Linked DNA regions of Mus musculus: all the other regions are linked to region 1. A link is a contact called in public HiChIP or PLAC-seq and promoter capture Hi-C data. All regions are on one chromosome and are shown on one strand. The core of a region is the stretch at or near the end of the contact, and the rest is flanking DNA. Distances in the headings are between cores, read along the strand shown.

What was found. Promoter capture Hi-C pulls out the DNA fragments that hold promoters and counts their contacts. HiChIP or PLAC-seq counts read pairs in DNA pulled down with a chosen protein or histone mark.
Region 2: a contact with region 1 is called in a promoter capture Hi-C map of embryonic stem cells, with 2.6 times the contacts expected there. The contact joins two enhancer-like sites. A contact is called at or near these places in 5 of 39 promoter capture datasets (3T3-L1-derived adipocytes, embryonic stem cells, hippocampal neurons and 2 more), 1 of 15 datasets of contacts at CTCF or cohesin (the G1E-ER4 cell line), 13 of 484 Hi-C or Micro-C datasets (the G1E-ER4 cell line, the HL-1 cell line, the N1E-115 cell line and 9 more), 3 of 115 datasets of contacts at active chromatin or transcription factors (all in embryonic stem cells) and 3 of 9 other capture datasets (adipose tissue, liver and pancreatic islet).
Region 3: an H3K27ac HiChIP or PLAC-seq map of embryonic stem cells shows a contact between it and region 1, with 5 read pairs. The contact joins two enhancer-like sites. A contact is called at or near these places in 4 of 39 promoter capture datasets (3T3-L1-derived adipocytes, the HPC-7 cell line, embryonic stem cells and 1 more), 2 of 15 datasets of contacts at CTCF or cohesin (the G1E-ER4 cell line and pro-B cells), 9 of 484 Hi-C or Micro-C datasets (the G1E-ER4 cell line, the HL-1 cell line, Sertoli cells and 3 more), 3 of 115 datasets of contacts at active chromatin or transcription factors (astrocytes and embryonic stem cells) and 1 of 9 other capture datasets (embryonic stem cells).

Annotation. Positions count from the first base shown.
Region 1 is chr16:35,828,296-35,832,716 of GRCm38.p6, reverse strand. Hspbap1 (Hspb associated protein 1) reads right to left here. Exons shown (of 8, transcript NM_175111.3): 8 at 4,255-4,421. It also overlaps a transcript of Parp14 not described here. Among named protein-coding and RNA genes, the nearest start is that of Parp14, 41 kb to the left of the region's middle. Within about 2 kb of position 2,161, at least 17 of the 459 cell types and tissues checked have an H3K27ac peak or open chromatin away from gene starts, as enhancers often do. A contact at or near this core is called in embryonic stem cells, where this site is marked.
Region 2 is chr16:35,949,526-35,953,946 of GRCm38.p6, reverse strand. It overlaps Parp9 (poly (ADP-ribose) polymerase family, member 9), which reads right to left. Exons shown (of 11, transcript NM_030253.3): 5 at 169-384. Among named protein-coding and RNA genes, the nearest start is that of Dtx3l, 13 kb to the right of the region's middle. Within about 2 kb of position 2,431, at least 12 of the 459 cell types and tissues checked have an H3K27ac peak or open chromatin away from gene starts, as enhancers often do. A contact at or near this core is called in embryonic stem cells, where this site is marked.
Region 3 is chr16:35,902,769-35,907,189 of GRCm38.p6, reverse strand. No RefSeq gene overlaps it. Among named protein-coding and RNA genes, the nearest start is that of Parp9, 33 kb to the left of the region's middle. Within about 2 kb of position 2,614, at least 75 of the 459 cell types and tissues checked have an H3K27ac peak or open chromatin away from gene starts, as enhancers often do. A contact at or near this core is called in embryonic stem cells, where this site is marked.

The sequences.
Region 1 (4,421 bases), core at 912-3,411:
AGGGTACAATGCAGGTAAGGTTTAGAAAGTCTCTCCAGTGAGCAGCGAGCCTGGAGCCAGTGACAGGTCTTGAGAGCTCACTGTAAGCCACACAGTCCTATGTTCCTTGGTCACCTGAGGGACACTCTGTGCCATCTAGAGTCTGTTTTCAGCAAGCACCTCAAAGATGCCAACAGCCCTGACACCCAGGGCAGCCATACCAGGACTTTGGGGCTCAGGTACCTTTTGCCTTTGGAGCCCCTTAGTGCATAAATAGCATTAAAACCTAAACTCAGGTTTTGCCCCCAGCCACTCAGCCCCGTGGTTCTTTGAATCAGGCAGTGGCTTGGGGTCTCTGCCACCTGCCACTCGTCCACGGTGGTTGGTGGGTGAGGCTCTGATGCTGCAGCAGGCTCCGGATGCCTGGAGCTCTGGAGGAATATAAGAAGCTTTTATTCATGTGCAAGTCATAGAAGATGAATTCATCCTCTTCTACTATAAATGAAGAGCCTGATGCTTTGCCGATAGCTAACCCGCTACGGAATTTAGCAGCAGGAGAAACAAAACTTCTGGCCTCAGAAATCTGCGACACTCTTCAGTCCTCCAGCATGGCTGATGGTGATGGTTTTAATGAAATGATTTCACATAGAAGGAAAGCTCAGCTTTTTTCTGGGAACTGCAGACAAACGTGTCAGAACAGTAGTTTTGCAGAGCTCTTCTTAAGTGGCTTTGCACCTCTCCAGAGGGTCCCGATCCATAACTGTACTTCACAGGTATATAGACTGACTGGTCTAACTCCTACACTACAGTGGAACCCTTCCTAATAAAACTAAAAAAAAAAAGTTATGAAGAGTTGTCACCCCAGTTCCCTGGGCTTTGGGGTTGGTGGGGGTTATTATAGGTTGTCTTTCTAGGGAATGTAGAAATGGTCATAATTGGAACAAGGAGGAATAGCTAGAATTGATTGCATAGCCATAATCTCATTTGATAGAAATCTTTTTTTTTTTTTTTTTGGTTTTTCAAGACAGGGTTTCTCTGTGTAGTCTTGGCTGTCCTGGAACTCACTCTGTAGACCAGGCTGGCCTCGAACTCAGAAACCTGCCTGCCTCTGCCTCCCAAGTGCTGGGATTAAAGGTGTGCGCCACCACGCCCAGCTGGTAGAAATGTTTTTTTAATATTTATTTATTTATTATATGTAAGTGCACTGTAGCTTTCCTCAGACACTCCAGAAGAGGGTGTCAGATCTCGTTATGGATGGTTGTGAGCCACCATGTGGTTGCTGGGATTTGAACTCAGGACCTTCAGAAGAGCAGTCAGTGCTCTTACCCACTGAGCCATCTCTCCAGCCCAGGTAGAAATCTTTTTAATTGTTACTAAGTTGAAGTCATAATTTCTTATTTTGGAACAGAATTTATTTTGATGCAAAAATCAAGGTTTTCATTGGCATAAGTTTCTTCTATTGATAAAAAAAAATTAAAAGTGCAGGGCTTAGACCCAGTCCTTTTATAACTGTTACTGTAAATAGATCCAAGATGTTTAAGCCTGTGAGTTAAAGGCAAAATAGAAAATTCATGGCTCTGAGTTTATTGTTAGGGGATTTTCAGATATTTAATTAGAAATGGCTGAGAATAGTTAACAGAGAACAGTCCAGATTACCTTACATAGATAGATTGGTTTTCAAAAATGTCAGAATTCCACAGATATGATATTTAATGTTATTTATTCACTTGTTGAGATATATCTGCTCCTAACAGCTTCCCATTCGTGGACTCAGAGAAGCAGCTGAGCATCTTACCTCCAGGTGAGGTTGAACACTGTGGCTAGGTAGCCACGGAGCAGAAACATCCTATCTCTCCTGCAGACCTGTACTGTTCTCGAAAGGACACAAGTTACAGGTTAGCACAGCTTAGTTCTGCAGAGACAGAACAGGCTCGTCCTTAATATTCCTGTTTCTTTAAGGTCTGTCAGATGATCCTGGGCCAGAAGGCTGAAGACAGATAGATGGATGCTCCAGCTTCCTGACTTACTGGGAAGGTATAGGTAGGCAGCTGGCTCTACAATTGTCTCAGTTCTGGAAGCTGTGTTAGGCTTCCTATATATTTTCAGGTAATGTTGGTCACTCTCGGATTCCTGACGGGGTGAAAGACTACTTAAAGTCTCCTAGCCAACCCAGGCTATTTACCTTGAGAGAACAGGCTTGGGAGGATGGTTTTCAGATGGCATACAATCTAAAGCCAGGTCTAAGTCAGGTGTAGAATTATAAGGCTTTTTAAAGTTAGTAGATGACAGTGCTCTATTTTATTGACAAAAATGATGGACTGGATGTTAGGTCTACCTTGTACTTTATAAATTGCAAAATGGTAATAGTTGTGCTCAATTTGTATTTGAGAGAAAGGTTTTGTTTTTTACTAGAATAGAAAGGGGTAAGTGTTGTGGATGGGCCAGGTGCTGTTTGTATTTTGATGCTAATTCTGCTCTCCTGGGAAGGGCTTTGGACAAGGAGCGAGTCAGGTGACGTCTTGTGAACCAATCGCCTAATGAATGAAGGAGTCAATCACTGGGCGAGTAGGCGGGACTTCCGGGTTGGATAGGGGAAGGAGTAGAGGGACTCTGGCTCTTTTTGGACAGGGATAGCATAAGGACAAGATGTAGCGGTTTATGGCTAATCCACTAGGATTCACCACTGGAGACATTAGATTTAATATGGCTTACAAGATTAGGATTCTACTTGTTGGGCCCAGAGATTGAGTTACCATTGTTTCTGGGAAAAAAGAAAAAAAAAAAAAAAGTACAGTCTTAACGCTGTAATTTTAATAAGATTACCGTAGGCCAGTTAAAACACAGGGACCAGGGACGTTAGCAGCTATAAAGTGCTTTTGGGAGATTTTGAATGTGGCCACGCATGGCTCTGTTGATTCCTACTTACTTAGGTTATAGTGGCTTTAAATAACTAAGTCCACTGTGATGTTTTGAGCAGCAGATGGTCTCTTGACCTGACTCTGGTGACACTATATCCTGATAGAGAAAAGTAATAGTTTAAACAACTGACAAACTTGAAAAAGAAAAGGAAATTGGATGTCTAAAATGCCGCAGTGCCACCTTGGTCGGTCTGATGTCAGACGTCAACTGCCTGGCACATACCCATCCCAGTGATGCTGCTGCTTATTGCCTTTTTGTGGTTATTAAGAAAGGACTGCAGTCAGTTTGACTAAAACAAGATCCACGTTATTGCTTAGAGAGAAAGAAAGCCAGCACTAGTCACTTATTCCTATTTTTCATATCTATCCAGAAAACTGACTTCAGTGGAGGTAAACTATATAGAGACATACACTTCTGTTTTTAAGACTGAATTACATGTATGCAATGCTTTAAGATTCTAAAATACTTGACAACTAATATTTCTTTTTAGAAGTCAGCTAAATCTACTTAAAGGCAACATCATTAAAACTAACAGGAAGAAACTGAAAGGCATCCTCACCAGGTAGAGCTACTACCTGGTGTTTTTGCTACTTGGAGAAAGTGAAGGGAAGTTGGACCCTGGAGGTTTCCTTGCATCTTTGTTGTTTCTCTTAGAGATCACTGAAGCCAACCAGTGTTCCTGGGGAGAAATAACCATACAATCCTATGGTCCACGAGACCATTATGCTCATTAACATTATGGCTTTCTGGAAGGAAGGTGTTGAAGGCTGTCTTAGTCAGGGTTTCTATTCCTGCACAAACATCATGACCAAGAAGAAGTTGGGGAGGAAAGGGTTTATTCGGCTTACACTTCCTTATTGCTGTTCATCACCAAAGGAAGTCAGGACTGGAACTCGAGCAGGTCAGAAAGCAGGAGCTGATGCAGAAGGCCATGGAGGAATGTTCTTTATTGGCTTGCCTCCCCTGGCTTGCTCAGCCTGCTCTCTTATAGAACCCAAGACTACCAGCCCAGAGATGGCACCACCCACATGGGGCCTTTCCCCCTTGATCACTAATTGAGAAAATGCCTTACAGTTGGAGCTCATGGAGGCATTTCCTCAACTGAAGCTCCTTTCTCTGTGATAACGCCAGCTGTGTCAAGTTGACACAAAATTAGCCAGTACAAAGGCATTTAGACCATTTTCCCGAGTCTGGTCTCTGATTCACGTGCTCTGTACAAGCAGAAAGCAGTCGTTCTCAGGGAACATTGCTATGCTATATAACTGCTTGCTGCCAGAACCAGATGTATTGAAGACAAAACAACAAATCACCTCCTTTCTATATCCATTAATTAAAGCAAAGTTTACTTTCTGTTTTAACAGGTTTTTATTTTGCATTGTCACACATTTATTTAAAAACTATATATAGCCCCCTCCCCTTTTTTAGTGATGGTCCAGGTCAGTTGGTATATCAGACTATGTTTATGTGTATCTAGGTGTTCTATGGCTCTCAGAGAACTCAAGGCAACTATAATGGCAGTTTTT
Region 2 (4,421 bases), core at 1,182-3,681, 120 kb before region 1:
TGTTGTCCTTTATAAGAGTTGCCATTGTAAGAGTTGTCTCTTAACAGCAATAGAAACCCTAACTAAGACACCATCTAACGATTTTTGATAAACATAATCAAACAATGGAAACTTATCAAAATGCTTGGATCGTGCAAGGGTACAAATTTAGGGTTATTTTTAACTTACCTGGTATTTGTTGATTTGGGAATGCCATGCCACATGGAAGACATACTGACAGGACAATTTAAATCCTTTTGTGACCCACACCTCTTGATAATCTGTGGACAGGTTAACCTTGTCAAGTTCCTTTTCCATTTCAACCCCTGCTTGTCTAAGAATCGACTGTGCCACTCGTCCTGATTTAAAATCCTGCATGTATCCAGAATTAACAATTACATCTGTCTGAAAAGGGAAGAAAACACAGGATTCATTGTTAAATCCCTCCTTCTAAAATAACTAATTTGTACATCCATAAAAGTTTAGAAAAATACTTTTTGAAAATTCCAGATCCAAAAATTGGTTTTGTAATAGAGACATATACATTTCATTGCTATGAGGTTGTTCACCCTATTTTGAAATGATGTACATATATAAAAAATATTATCATTACTCTTACCTTTTGTTGAATTATACTTAATATATTTCAAGATTCTGGTCATTCCGTCTAACTCCTTTTGTTTGAAAGACTCTATTTTCAGGCTGGAGAGTTGGCTCAGTGGTTAAGAGCAATTGTTGTTCTTGCGGGGGACCAGGGTTCACCTCCCAGCTAGCACATAAAAGCTTATAACTCTACTTCCAGAGGATCTGAAGCCCTCTTCTCAGCTCTGCAGTCACCAGGCATGCATTTGGTGGCCAACACACATGCAGACAAGACACTCATACCCATAAACTACTAAAATTAAATTAAAAAAAAAAGATTTTATTTTCAATAGATGTGTATATCTCTGTGTGGGTTTGTATACATGAGTGTAGTGCCTGCAAAATCCCAGAGAGGGCGTCAGTCTCTGAAGCTGGACTCAAAGAGTTGGGAGCTGCCCGATTTACTGGGTGGAGACAGAACTCAGGTCCTCCAATAGAACAGTCACACCCTTAACAGCTGAGCCTTCTCCCTAGCCTCTTTGGTTGGTTGGTTCTTTCCTTTGTTTTTTTTTTTTTTTTTGGGGGGGGGGGTGCAATATCTCACCATGTAACCATGGCTGGCCTGTTACTCACTATAGAGACCAGGCAGACCTCAAGTCCACAGAGATCCATCTGTTTCCATCTCCTCAGCGCTGGACTGAAAGGCAGGCACCGTCATAACTTGTTTGTTGTGGTTTTGCGATGGTGTCTCCTGTAGCCTGGATGACCTCAGATGTCCCAGATAGCTGAAGAGGAACTTAAATTTCTGATCCTCTTGTTTCTACCTGCCGTGTGTTAGGATTACAGATTTATGGGCTCTAGGGACTAAACCCAAGGCTTCATGCTGTTAAGCAAGAAATACTCTACCCATTGAACCGTATCCTCTAGCCCTTCTATCTTTTTACCTGAATGTGTGCCTTCTTTTTTTTTTTTTTTAAACAAAACAAAACAAAAACTGGGACACAATGGCTCCAGAATAACCTTGAGCTATACTCATCTCTTCAGAGCTAAAATTACCAGCATACACAGTCTACTCATCCAGCTATTATGTTGTTTCCCCAGTGCTAAGGACTGAACTCAGGACCATGCACATGCTAAGGAAACATTCTACCCCTGAGCCAAATCCCTAGGCCAGTAAGCCCAGGGTTCTTTTTTTTTTTTTGGTATTTCCAGACAGGGTTTCTCTGTATAGCCCTGGCTGTCCTGGAACTCACTTTGTAGACCAGGCTGGCTTCGAACTCAGAAATCCGCCTGCCTCTGCCTCCCAAGTGGGATTAAAGGCGTGTGCCACAACTGCCCTGTGTCCCATGGTTATTTTCAAGACACATCCATACGGATTTTATTCTCTGCCTTATCTCTGTCACTTCTTGTTGTTTCTGTGTAGGCTGCTTGGTAACAAAGAAAAAGTGTCTTAGGAACTTTAGGAACAGAAGACATCTCCTGTCTTTATGTTCTCATGTCCAAGGTTAAAGAAAGTATAAACAAGGCCAAAAGGACTTTAGTGAAACAGAGCTTTCTTTCTGTATGGGTCACCAAACACACTTACCCAACTATTCTATAGGCAGCCACTTAACCAGTTCATCTTCAGCAGCCGTTCTCAACCTGTAGGTCATGACCCCTTTGGAGGTGTCAAATGACCCTTTCACAGCGGTCGCCTCAGGCAGATATTTACATTGTGATTCATAACAGTATAACAGTAACAGTAAATTACAGTTATGAAGTAGCAACAAAAGTAATTTTACAGTCAGGGGTCACCTTAAGATGAGGAACTGTGTTAAAGGGCCACAGCTTTAGGAAGGCTGAGAACCACAGATCTACAGAAACAGCGTACACATAGACATCAACTGCATTTCTTACTACTTTGTCTCTGAACTCTGAGATCAGTGCTAAAGTGAGCTGCGCCCTTAGAGCTTCAGTACTCTGGCGGTTTGAATATGCTTGTCCCATAGGGAGTGGCCTGTTAGGAGCTGTGGCCTGGTTGAGGGAAGGGTGTCACTGTGGGGCTGAGCTTTGAGAGCCTCCTCTTAGCTGCCTGGAAGACAGTCTTCTCTTGGCTTGGATAAAGATGTAGAACTTTAGGCTCTTTCAGTCTCATGTCTGCCTGCATGCTGTCATGCTTCCTGTCATCATGATAATGGACAGACTGAACCTCTGAAACTGAAAGCCAGCCCCAATTAAGTGTTTGCCTTTATAAGAGTTGTCTTGGTCATGGTGTCTCTTCATAGCAATAAAAACCCTAACAAAACAAGTACCAAAATTCTTATCATCCATCAAAGGAAACTTAGGTACTTCTGTGGACTTTGTTTTGTGACAGGGTATCACTGTGTCATCTTGGCTGGCTTGCAGCTTGTAGATCAGGCTGGCCTCAAATTTAGATCAAGTCTTCTGCCTCTGCCTCTGCCTCTGGGGTGTTGGGCTCTAGGCATTTGCCAAAGTACTCCTTTTATCATGGACATTAATGGTTTTGCCCTGAAAAAGCAATCTGAATTTGCCATTGGGGGGCACTGGCACCCTTCAGAAGATGTAAGGTTCCTGATGCTGCTAACAATAAATGAAGATGATAAAAAATCTGGTAAAAGGATGCTATTTAATAATGTTTCTGCTTGGTGCTGGCGAGATGGCTCAGTGGGTAAGAGCACCCGACTGCTCTTCTGAAGGTCCCGAGTTCAAATCCCAGCAACCACATGGTGGCTCACAACCATCTGTAAGGAGATCTGACTCCCTCTTCTGGTGCGTCTGAAGTCAGCTACAGTGTACTTACATATAATAATAAATAAATCTTAATATAATAATATATTATTATTAATAGTCTTTTTTATTTTTTTAAGATTTATTTATTTATTATTATATGTAAGTACACTGTAGTTGTCGTCAGACACTCCAGAAGAGGGAGTCAGATCTCCTTACAGATGGTTGTGAGCCACCATGTGGTTGCTGGGATTTGAACTCGGGACCTTCAGAAGAGCAGTCGGGTATTCTTACCCGCTGAGCCATCTCACCAGCCCATAAATAAATCTTTTTAAAAAATAACATTTCTGCTTAAATGTTAAATGCCACACTAACGACTCCTCAGATCGTTCACTTCATGGAGTCTCCTCAGCCTTCGCTCTGATATCTCATAGGCTGTAAGCGCTACTCTCCCTGACAGTTAATTATAATTTGATTGTGGGGACTGGAGAGATGGCTCAGGGGCTAAGAGCACTGACTGCCCTTCTAGAGGTCCTGAGTTCAATTCCCAGTAACCACATGGTGGCTCCCAACCATCTGTAATGGGATCTCATGCCCTCTTCGGGTATGTTTGAAGACAGCTACAGTGTATTCATATACATAAATAAGTAAATCTTTAAAAAGATAATAATAACTTTAAACTTCAGTGTGTCCAGCCAGGCTGATCATTTCCTGTCTGTCTCTCTGACCAAGTCACTCAAGCCTCCCTGATAGCCTTCCTCCTGCTAGTTCACAACTCCCCCAACCTAAGATCAGCCTGCTTCTCCCAGGGCAGGCAATCAAACCCATGCTAAGCAAGCATTCTGCCACCAAGCCAGCCAGCCCAGGGGTGCTTCTAGAGGGGCACCATCAGTAGGGCTTTCTTCTCTGCCCTGTCACCGTTACTTTTTGCTACCTCTGTGTCCCTGATCCTTGGGCTTCCACCTCAAATTACTGTGATTACAGGGACAGGCCACCATGCCCTGCTGTATTCCTAAGTACTATTTTTTGTTTACTGTTATTGATAGTTTGCTTCAGCAATGCCGAGTGACTTGTTTCCCCAGTGAGATTGCCAAATAAAAGTTTTTTTTTAAAGATTAAAAATAGGCTAGAAC
Region 3 (4,421 bases), core at 1,365-3,864, 74 kb before region 1:
TATATATTTCTGTTCCAGCCGAGACTCCAGCTTTGCTTAGCCACTGGGCACTGCTTCCGAGCCGTGGTTGGCCTGCTGCCCAGCCTCAGAGGCTGCTGCCCTTTGCCCTCCTGAAAAATTGAGGTGGATGAGCACGGACGTTGCTCTTCTGGGAAAGTGGGACAGTGTCTCAGTGCTCTAGAGCCCGGCAGAGAGTTCAAGCACCCATGGATGCCTGGGCCACTCTACCACTTCCCAAGACTTCACAGAACCCATGAAATGGAGATCTACCCATTGGTTTGTTTTAAGGACTGAATGGATTAAGACAGATAATACATTTATTTATTTATTTAGATTTATTTTATGTATGTGAGTACACTGTAGCTGTACAGATGGTTGTGAGCCTTCATGTAGTTGTTGGAAATTGAATTTTTTTTTTTTTTTTAGGATCTCTGCTTGCTCTGGTCAACTCCATTCGCCCAGTCCCTGCTTGCTCCAGCCCAAAGATCTATTTATTATTATACATATACACACTGTATATATATATATATATATATATATATACTGACTTCAGACACACCAGAAGAGGGCGTCAGATCTAATTATGGGTGGTTGTGAGCCACCATGTGACCATGTGGTTGTTGGGATTGGAACTCAGGACCTTTGGAAGAGCAGTCCGTGCTCTTACCTGATGAGTCATCTTATTAGGCCCCAGATAATACCTTTAAACAGCACCCCAAATATTCAACAATATAAACGATATTTTTGGTGAGTGTTTTGTTTTGTTTTGTTTTGTGAGACAGAGTTTCTCTATGAAGCCCTGGCTATCCTGAACTCAGTCTGTAGACAATGCTGGCCTGGGACTCACAAAGATATGCCTGTCTCCACTTCCTAAGTGCTGGGACAAAAGGCACACACCAACACCCAGCCTCAGTAATATAGTTATTGAGTTAAAGAATCTGGATGGGGATGGGTCACACAGCTTTGGGGGGAAATCTTCACATGGAGAGGTGGCACTTCTTTGTGATGCATTTGGTTTTGAGTGAGAAACCCTTCACTCAAGCTCCTGTAAGTAACTCCAATAAGCTCCTTATTTCCCCCACCAATTACAAAAGTAATTCTGAATAACAGAAAGTTAAAACTGCTCCCGGAGTGAACCGGGAGAGAGGGGAGGGGCCTCGCGGCTATCTGAGCAGTCAGCAGTTTTCATTTCTCAGAAATGAAGGTGCAGCTCTCAGTAACCGATGTGTTGTGCATTGGTTCCACTTGTCTTTCTTCTTCTTCTTCTTCTTCTTCTTCTTCTTCTTCTTCTTCTTCTTCTTCTTCTTCTTCTTCTTCTTCTTCTTCTTCTTCTTCTTCTTCTTCTTCTTCTTCTTCTTCTTCTTCTTCTTCTTCTTCTTCTTTTCAGCTGCACAGATGGGAGGAGACTGAATTATATGAGGTGAACTGAGTTTTTATGAGATCCATTTAGACCCAGCACAGCTCAAATGCCAGGTCAACACAGATGACAAAACTTTATTGTAATCAAGCTGCCACTGATCGGTCACAGCTGCAGAACAGACTTGGGAGCGGAACTGTGTGACCCAGAGCCACAGGTTCGCAGACCTTTTAAGTTTCAAAACCACAGACACCTGTGCCAAGTTATGGTTACATTTTCCCACCAATCAGTGCTTAGGGATAGGGGATTTCCTGAGGAATGTGTCTTTGTGGTACACTTATCCTGTTCCCATTGGTTGGGTTGTTCAACTGTGGCAGGGCAACTTGCCTAGCATTTATGTCTCAACTTGGCAACCAGGATGCCAGTTACCTATGTACATGTCTCTCTCTGCCAACCAGGATGTCAGTTACTCAGAGAGGTCTTGGGAACTTCAACTTTTATTTGGTCCCTATTCAAAATGGAGGTTTTATTTTAAAAAAAATGGCTTCAGTTTGGTTCCTTCTTAGAGAGTACAAAATAATAGTTGACTTCTCAGAGAAAATAATGTCAGGAAACCAGTCTCAGTGATCTCGAATGGTGTGACTAGATGTTGTGCACCTCTGTTTCCCAGGTAACAACTGGAAGAGGGTTGCATCTTTGTGTCTTGAACGTCTTGAATTGGCTACCTTCTCTTGGGCTTGCTCTTACTCTCAGTGAAGTCAGGGTAGCATCTGGTGCTCTGTGGCAGAACCCAGGAGTCTTTTCTGCCTTTCTTCTCTATTTCTTTTTTCCTTAGTGTCGTTTTACATGTCCAACCTTAGGCTAGTCATCTTCTGTTACTAGAACAAATGTCTGAGACCAGTTGTCTTATAAAAGGGAAAGGTTTGTGTGTGTGTGTGTGTGTGTGTGTGTGTGTGTGTGTGTGTGTGTCCTAGCTTTGGAGATCCCAGCCATTAATTAATTGGCCTCATTGCTTTGGGCCTGCGCTGAGCAGCACATCTGGCTAAAGTATGTGGTGGAGCAAACCTGTTCCTCATGACTAAGAAGTGCAAGAAAGGAGAGACAAGGTTCTCAGCATCTTCTCTGAGACCATACCCCGCCATGACATCCCATTAGCTCTGCCTCTTAAAGGTTCTGCCCCCTGTCAATAGCACTTAGCTAGAGGCTGGACCTTTAACATGTGGGCCTTAAAGTGACACCAGATCCAGCGTTCCTCCAGGACATTTGCTTCCCCTATTTCATTTCCTCCTTTGGTAGTGTCCCAAAGCTGCCGTTGCCTGGCCTGTCACTCTCACCTCTTTGCATATCCAGACCCTGCAATCAGCAACACCACACAGTGGGCTAGGCCTTTTTATACCGATTGGCAATCAATAAGCTGTCCCACAGATATGCTCACAGGCCAACCTGAGGTTTCCTGTCTGTGGTGATTTGAATGAAAATGGCCCCCATAGGCCCATAGGAAGTGGCACTATTAGGAAATGCATTGTTGTATTGGGGGGGGGAGGGGCTACTCTTTTGGGTTCTATTATCTACCACCCTTCTGACCCTTACTCCACCCCAATCTCTTCCAACCCCCAACACTAGGTAGGAGAGAAAGGTTAAAAGGGAAAAGAGGCTTAGACTTCTTTACTTCCTGCTGATTAGAGGTGTCAGAGTCCTTGGGGGTAAATCCAACTAGTAATCCATCAATCCATCAATCCATCAATCCAGCAATCCAGCAATCCAGCAATCCAGCAATCCAGAAATCCAGAAATCCAAAGAGATCCAGCAATAACAAAAGCAGCAGCAAGTCGGGGCAGCAGCTGCCATGGGTCTTCTGGTGGCTCTCCCATTTATTCCCTTTCCAGAGTCTCCAGACTTAAACTCTGTGTTGGCAAGGATCATTCCCCTGCTAGTACATGAGGCAATCATAATTAACCACTATGGACAAACTGAAGCAGCTCCATATCCCACACCTGGGATCAAAACAAAAACATATTAACATAGCATAAATAGTTTTTTTGTTTTTGAGGTTTTTTTGTTTGTTTGTTTGTTTTTTTTTTTTTTTTTTTTTTGGTTTTTCTAGACAAGGTTTCTCTGTATAGCCCTGGCTGTCCTGGAACTCACTTTGTAGACCAGGCTGGTCTCTAACTCAGAAATCTGCCTGCCTCTGCCTCCCAAGTGCTGGGATTAAAGGTGTGCACCATCACGCCCAACCATAAATAGGTTTTTAAGGAAACCAAAATTCTCACTACAGAGTTTCAGTCTTCTTGGGGTAGGTGTGGTCTTGTTGGAGGAAGTACGTCACCGGGCCCCATGGGATTGAGGTTTCAGAAGCTCAAGCAAGGCCTAGTGGTTGTCTCTTCCTGCTGTCAGCAGATTAAGATGTAGAACTCTCAGCTACCCATGGGGTCTCCAGCCACATGTCTGCCTGTGTCCCACAATGCTTCCTGCCACAATGACAATGGACTCTGAAATTGTAATCCAGCCCCAATTAAATGCTTTCCTTTAGAAGGGTTGTCACAGTGTCTCTTCACAGCAATACAAATCCTAACTAAGACGGTATCCCAAGCCTGTCAAGTTGACAGCCAAAATTGGTCACCATAGCCACATCATTTCAAGCCCTGCTTGTGGCCTGACTCATTTCTCGTTTCCCCATTTTGAAGATGAGGAACTTGGGTAATTAAGTAATTAAGGAGAAGTTTGGATAGCTAGTATCTTAATTATTTTTCTATTGACATTACAAAGCACCATGACTAAAGAAACTTATAAAAGAAAGCAATTGATACGGGGCTTAGGGTTCCAGAAGTAAGTTAGAGTCCATGACTGCCATGGTGGGGAGCATAGTGACAAGCAGGCATTCATGGAGCTGAAGCTGTAGCTGAGAGAGATTACAGAGAGACACTGGAAATGGTGTGGGCTTTGCAACCTCAAAGCTCATCCTCAGTGACACACCTCCTCCAACTCGGCCACACCTCCTCATCCTTCCCAAATAGTTCTACCAACCACGGGCCGAGCATTCAAATGTATGAGCCTATGGGAGACA